Linked DNA regions of Anas platyrhynchos: region 1 is linked to region 2. The links are chromatin contacts, called in public Hi-C maps. All regions are on one chromosome and are shown on one strand. Each heading gives the region's core, a stretch centred on a gene start, on an enhancer-like site or on the middle of the called end of the contact. The rest is flanking DNA. Distances are from core to core; before and after follow the strand shown. Region 1 overlaps SLC22A15 (solute carrier family 22 member 15). Region 2 has its middle 30 kb from the start of CD58.

Region 1 (3,372 bases), core at 209-2,708, 140 kb before region 2:
CCACTCTCCTTACTAAGCACAATTTGTTCAAGGCAGTAACAGCTTATTCTATAGCCTTCCTTGTTAGCCATTTAATGTCTTCTGATGTACCAGGTATAAGCTCATAATCATTAGGCACTCTGACAAAGCTCTGAGCTGGATGGGATATTTGGTATGGTTCTGTGTGGCATCTTCCTGTCTCTTGTTTTTTCTTCCAAAGTAATCTTCTGAAGTAATAATGTTAGAAAGTATGTTATCATAGTGTCATATGTAACTATGACTGAATAGGGTACTAGTTACATTAAGTGGCCAGTGTCTTTTTTTTTTTTTTTTAGCGTCTGTCATTTTTTTCTTCAACTTGCCAAAAGATCTATTATAGTAGTTCAGTAATGGTAGACCAGAAAATGTGTGGGATTTTTTGTTGTTTCTTTTTTGTTTTGTTTCAGCTCTTGTTATGTCTATAGGATTTTTATCCTGCATTTCTAAAATTTGACATTCTAATAGGGTCTTCATGCAGGATTTTAACTCTACAGAGATGTCTCTGATTATAACACTGAGGACAAGGAAACAACAAAATCCTCTCAGTTTTTTTTTTTTTCTGGTCTCGAATAGTTCACTACCACAGTCTCTGGGACTGTTCTGTCATTTAATCCATTTTTCTCCTGTTGGCTCTTATTTGATAAAATGGAAATAATGTTGGGCTAGTAACAAGTCTACAATTAATTTAAAATGTGCTTTTTGAGTTGCTTTTTCATGGTGTGTTTTATGGAGAGTTTTTCCTCTTTGTACAAATTTAATTGCACAGATAAAGAAAATAAATCCGTAAACACAGAATATAAATTTTGTTGGATGACTTCTGCCACTGCTGCCTAAAAGAAGGCTCCTTGTATTCTCTTGAGTTTTGAGAGTTCTCCTGAAGGTACAAATCACCTCCAACAAATACTGGTCTTTAATAGAAAAACGTTTGCCTGCCATAGCAGATTCGTCAATAGATTGTTTTGCTCCATACTGTTGTGTGATTGAAGTGATTACTGAGATGTGATCTTCATAATGCTTTGGAACACTGAATTACTTTTTCTCTTTCAGATACTGGAGTGTTTGCAGTGGTGAACAGTCGTTCTCTTTCTTTGCTGGGAAAATTGACAATCAGTGCTGCATTTAATATTGTCTATATCTACACGTCAGAACTTTATCCCACAGTGATCAGGTAATGCAAGTTAATTTTAAGGCCTTCATTTTTCTGGTTCTTATATCAGGATCACCTTTTACTTGCCTTGCTTTTTTCTATCAAGTGTCCCTTTTCATTTGAGATGTTCACTTAACATACAATGTTTACCTGTAGAATCTTGTATACTAAACCTCTTCCCTTATCCTCTCCTCACCTCTGTCTCCCTCAAATCTGTAGTATTCTCTTCAGCATAACCATATTCTCTGTAACAGTAAAAATAACCCTCTTGGATGCTTGGTATGCTCACAGCCCTCTCTCCACTTGTGAGGATAACAATACAATTGTTTATCATTCTTTTTAATGAGTGGTATCTGTGGGTTTCTCACTGCTTTATAAACCAGACATCTCTTAAATGTTCATGCTTGGTTAACCAACAGTGCTGCAGATGACCTGTCAATAAGCTTTATAAAAGTAACTTGATGATACAGAGGAAGAAGTGCCCTGTGCTTGTGGTGACCAAGTAGAAAAAAAGCACCTATTATATGGGATTGAAACCAGTCCTATGGTGTTTTTCTTGTGAGTGGGCAGATCAGCTGATTTGGATAGAGGAATTCAGCCAAAATTTCAGGCAGAGATGAGATGTGTTGACTGAAATCACTCTTTGTCTCTTTACATGTGGACATATGTTAGAAATCTGAATTTGCAGGGTATTTGTGCTTCTCTCCGGTCGTATGTTTTGATGTTTTAATTCCTGTCTTCAGATGTTTTCAGTTGCATTTCACTTTTTGTTGCCAGTTAATGAGGTCAGGGTCATGACTGAGGCTTCTGGCTGATTAAGTCCTTTCTTGCACTTGCAACTTCTAACCCTTCTAAAGTCCTAGCTCATCCTATACAAATGTCACTGATTAATGATTTTTGCTTTTTTCTTAGGAATGTTGGAATGGGTGCCTGCTCCATGTTTTCCCGTGTTGGTGGAATCATTGCTCCTTTTGTCCCTTCATTGGTTTGTCTGAACTTCTCACTGTTTTAAATATTTTTGTTCTGTGGCTCTGATGCATCAGAAGCTTGCAGAAGTGGGAATATTTGGGGTAAATTATATAAGCTAACATCTGTAAATTGTATGTCTTGGACATTATCATGGTAGACTAAACACATTAGGATGTAATCTGTAATTAGAAAATCCCAGTATTTAGTTCAGAAGATACTTTAGTCCTATAAGAATTTTGGGACTTACAGTGGACCTCAGCAATATTGTCATTTGAAAATAACAAATTGATGATTCCTATTTTAAACAATAAGCATAGAATAACAAACAGAAAAGGTGGTTAAAAGAATAACTGCATCAAGATATCAAGATCAAAGGGTAAATGAGCACATTGGACCTTTTGTTAACCACTTGGTCAACCATAGCTTTGTGTAGCCTGGTGTAGTGTTGGCTGTAGCCCTGCTTTGAATTGGTGGTTAGGCTAGATGTTGTCCAGAGATCTCTTCTAACCAACACATCTTTGATTGTGTGTTACAAAGTGGTGTTGCCTTTGTTTAAAAAGTATGCTTTATGGATAAGAATTGAGTATGGATTCAGCAGGCATTCCTTTTAAAGTCCATCTCAAAATCTGTGTGGCTCTGATAGTATCGATGGTTTTGTCTGAGACAGAGTTAATTTTCTCTGTAGAATCATAGAACAGTTTGGGTTGGAAGGGGCCTTAAAGATCAAGTAATTATGAACACCATGACCCGTCTCTGTCATGGGCAGGGTCACTTTCCACTCAGGTAGGTTGCTCAAAGCTTCATCCAGCCTGACTTTAAACACTTCCAGGGTTAGGGCATCCACAGCTTCTCTGGGCAACCTGTTCCAGTGCCTCACCATCCTCATAGAAAATAATTTCTTCCCAGTATCTAATCTAAATCTTCCCTCTTTTTGTTTAAAGCCTGTACTATCTCGACACTATCTCCCTGTACTATCTCGACACTCCCTGCGAAGTGTCCCTCCCCAGCTTTCCTGTAGGCCCCCTTTAGGTACTGGAAGGCCACTGTAAGGTCTCCCCAGAGCCTTCTCTTCTCCAGGCTGAATAACCCCAACTCCCTCGGCCTGCCTTCATAAGAGAGGTGCTTCAGCCCTTTGATCGCCCTTGATGGCCCTCCTCTGGACTTGCTCTAATAGGCCTGTGTCTTTCTTGTGCTGGAGGCCCCAGAGCTGAACGTAGTACTCCAGATGGAGTACTACG
Region 2 (3,587 bases), core at 833-3,332:
TCAAGAGCAGCATCAGCATGGAAAAAACAGCTGGGTTAGAGGAGGCACGGCACGAAGGCACTTGAGCTGCGTCCAATGGCCAGTGAAGCTAACTATACTCTGCCCAGTTACAGGGTCAAGCAGCGGTAGCATATTGATTAATGGTGTCAAAGTCTCTAGGGGATCTGTCTGCGATACAGCAGACACTTTACACTGCGTTCTGGGATCCGTAGTTCTGCCTTAGGCAAGCACTCCCAGTTTGTATGTGGGCAGATGCCTTGGCTTCGATATTTCAGAACGGGGCTTGCACAAGAGACTGCATTTGAATATAATCACGTTGTGTGTCACAGGAGAAACACAGCCTATAGGCAGCAAACTCTGGGCCTGTGACTGGTGCTCAGCTATGCAATTTCCTATTGCATGGTGTAGTCATTTTCAGACCTGCTGTCTCAGGCCTGTCTCACTCTCTGCTTTCCCTGTGTTATGAAACTCTAGAGACACTTCCCCTGCAAGAATAGTATTTGGTGCAGTAGGGGGGAAAGAAAAAAAAAAAAAAAAAAAAAAAAAAGGACTGATCAACACTGGTATCAACAAGCAGGTGTCTCGTATAGCAACAAAAGAACCAGCATCAATAATGGAGAGGGGAGAGAGAGAGAGAGAGAGATGCAATGAAGTGGAGAGAGAGAAGCCAATCAACTTAATGAAATAAGGCACAAGGTTAGAGAAGGGCTATTTATAGACTCCAACTGGTTCAGCCCTGTGCACTTAGAGGCTGGTTCAAACTGGCTCCTTAACAGCAGTAATAATCATTACAGAAAAGAAAGAGAAAAAAAGTGAAAGCTTGGAAAATTCACTGCCGGAGGTAAAGCTTTAGAGCCAGGGCTGGCTGGAGTCAGAAGTAACTGCATTACTGAGAGATTGAAAGGTTAATAGGAAACCAGCTGACACTGAAAGGGAACAATTAGAGAGGTTAAGGGGCTTAATATTAGATTAATGGTTGCCTGGAGGAAGAAAAGCAGAGATTTCAGGAAAATGGAGAACGGAGCAAAGAAGGCTGTTTTTCATGGACAGAGAGACCCAGGTCTGCTCCTGCCACTCCCTGGATAAGCTGGAAGAAAGTCTCAGCCATTCCTTGCCATTCAGGCTCAGTCTCCTCTTCCTTCTCTCTTCCCTCCCATCTGTTTCTCTCTTTAACTCCCTTTGGGCTTGCTCTCCCCCTTTAAGTACTGTCTGTGTGGTCTTTTCTTAGTGTCTTCCTTGTGTTCCTCGTCCATTCCCCCACTGGCTCCTTAAAGGTCATAATAATAAAACCATGCTTAGAATTCCCATGGCCCTTTTCATTCCTCTTCAGCATGCTGCTCTCCAGAGGCAGGGGTGGTAGGGGTGGGACATAGCACTTTTATCTGCATTACCTGTGGCCAGGAGTCAACATTTCAAAGGGAAAAAAAAAAAAAAAAAAAAAGTATTGACAAAGATCAGATGACAGGTCTGTTCCCCAGCAAATTTCCCCTGACTAGATGGAAAATACTGTCATTGGTGAGGCCCTGACTATCAGAAGTTATTTTCAAAAGTTTTTTAGTATGTGTTGGACATACTGGAGAGAGTACTGAGATAGCAACATAGGAACTTATGGCATGCGTCAGTGGCATCCCAAAACCTAAAGGGAAGGTTGAATGTGATCAGGAGGGACATCCAGCACGTGGGCTGAGAGACCACAAGGAACACAACCCTGACAGATGAAGGTCCATGCGCACCTTGCTGCTGCATGGTGGTCTGAGCTCTGAAGGGACAAAAGGGTGAAACAGGCCCCTTAAAGGAGAGATAGGAGGGTGTACTATAGCTCAGAGGTTATGGATCTTCTCCACCAGGTTTCACTTTGTGCTGCAGTTGTAAAAAACAAGCAGTTTTGCGTTCCCTCACAGGATACGATGAGTAGAAAAGGGTTTTGGATGGACTCATGGGCTCTGCACAGTGCACAGACTCCATAGCCATAACCTGACCTGTCCTTTTTTCCCCTTGCTAATGTACTCAGTCCCGAGAGTCCCTGTACCTTGGTACCAGGAGAACCTTGTCACACAGCACCACCAGCTGCTGCTTAGGACTATGTTGGGAGCACTGGACTCCTCCCTGCACTACCCTGAAGCCCAAGGAAAAATCCTTCCTTCCCGCACCACCCGTGGCTGCTGCACGCTCAAGGATCTTTCCAAAGGCACGTGCTCCTCCCACGGGACAGGGGGAACTTTCCCCGAGTGCCTGGCCCTTGGCTGCTGCTCGTGGACTCAAGCAAGCGCAAGCTGGCTGGATCCATCTCTATCTTAGACTGCTTCCCACAGCACACCCTCTCCTCTGAAAATCTCCCTGGGCAAGATTAGAAACCAATGCACTCAGCACTTCCTTCTAGGGCTGTAAAAGCCAGGCTGGGGCTCAGACACTGTGCAGGCACCTGACAGAAAATTTTCCCCACTTGTGATAACGGCAGTGAGCGGTCCCAGCTTAGACGAGCTGTGGGCATTTGTGGCTCCAAAACACTTGAGATGCTGTGCTCTGGCTTAACGCAAGCTATGGAGGTCACCCATGGCCTTCCAAAGGGGAGAAGACCCAGGAGGCTCTGGCTGGCACCAGGGCAATTCAAGCTGGTTTCTTCATTTATTTGTGACAGCTGAGCACTGCTGGGATACTGCTGATTGATAGACAGACTAGAAATGCTGCCAGAAAAATACTCCGTGAACGTGTGTCTCTCTTCAATGCAGCCACATCTGCCTAAAATGAACAAGCCTGAAAGGAGAGGCTCTACCTCCCACCTTCCTGCCCTACACGGGGTCATTTCCCATGTCTAACACCCTGTGCCTGGCCATCCACATCCCTGGACACGCACCTCCACTTCAAAAGTCCTGATCTCCTCCTAGTGATGACTTCTGCCAGAGCCCAGGCATACCCAGCACCTTCAGCCCTCAGCGTCCTGGAGCTACAAGCACGTTTCGACTAAGGATCTCAGAGTGCTTTACAAACAGCCATTAATCCTCAAGCCATCCCCAGGAGCCAGGCCTGCAATTATTTGGCTTGCCGTTTATCTCTGGAACTCGCCGTGCTGTTCCCCGGGCCTGGGGATGAAGAAAGGTAAAACAATACCCACCATTTCATAACAAATTGCAAATTAAATCGACTCCAGCTCAACTGTTACCTTTTCCACAATCACCCCCTGCAGGCAAGAGCCTGAGAAAATGTAGCAACAGCTATTCTTTAACAGTTAGGTAAACTTTGACACAAAGCTTCAGTGAGGAGCTCCAAGCCAGACGGCCAACAAGTGGCAGATCTCTGACTACAGAAATCAGGAATCCTACCTCTTGGTTTCTTGTTTTATCGACTGAGTTGTCTCCCCCTCCCCATCAAAGAGGACTGCCAGAGGAAAAGAAAAGCAGCTTGTGCCCTTTCTGCTTCTTTGTGAGAGACTAAGGATTCTGTAGGGTTACAGTTCAGGGAAAAAAATAAAAAATAAAATAAAAAGATTAAGCATTTTTCCACTTTTTTTTTTTTAACATTAGTAACGTGGGTCTTCATGAGTCTAAAAGTCTCCAGACTGTCTGTCTAGCCTAGATCATGAGAAAACA

The links. Hi-C and Micro-C count contacts between places; a contact is called where the count stands out from the background.
Region 1: a contact with region 2 is called in a Hi-C map of liver, with 3 times the contacts expected there. The contact joins two enhancer-like sites. A contact is called at or near these places in 3 of 8 Hi-C or Micro-C datasets (liver, skeletal muscle and subcutaneous adipose tissue).

The regions. Positions count from the first base shown.
Region 1 is chr1:85,059,672-85,063,043 of IASCAAS_PekinDuck_T2T, reverse strand. SLC22A15 (solute carrier family 22 member 15) reads left to right here. Exons shown (of 13, transcript XM_038185680.2): 9 at 1,066-1,186; 10 at 2,078-2,150. Among named protein-coding and RNA genes, the nearest start is that of MAB21L3, 9.9 kb to the right of the region's middle. Within about 2 kb of position 1,458, at least 1 of the 8 cell types and tissues checked has an H3K27ac peak or open chromatin away from gene starts, as enhancers often do.
Region 2 is chr1:84,921,621-84,925,207 of IASCAAS_PekinDuck_T2T, reverse strand. No RefSeq gene overlaps it. Among named protein-coding and RNA genes, the nearest start is that of CD58, 30 kb to the right of the region's middle. Within about 2 kb of position 2,082, at least 8 of the 8 cell types and tissues checked have an H3K27ac peak or open chromatin away from gene starts, as enhancers often do.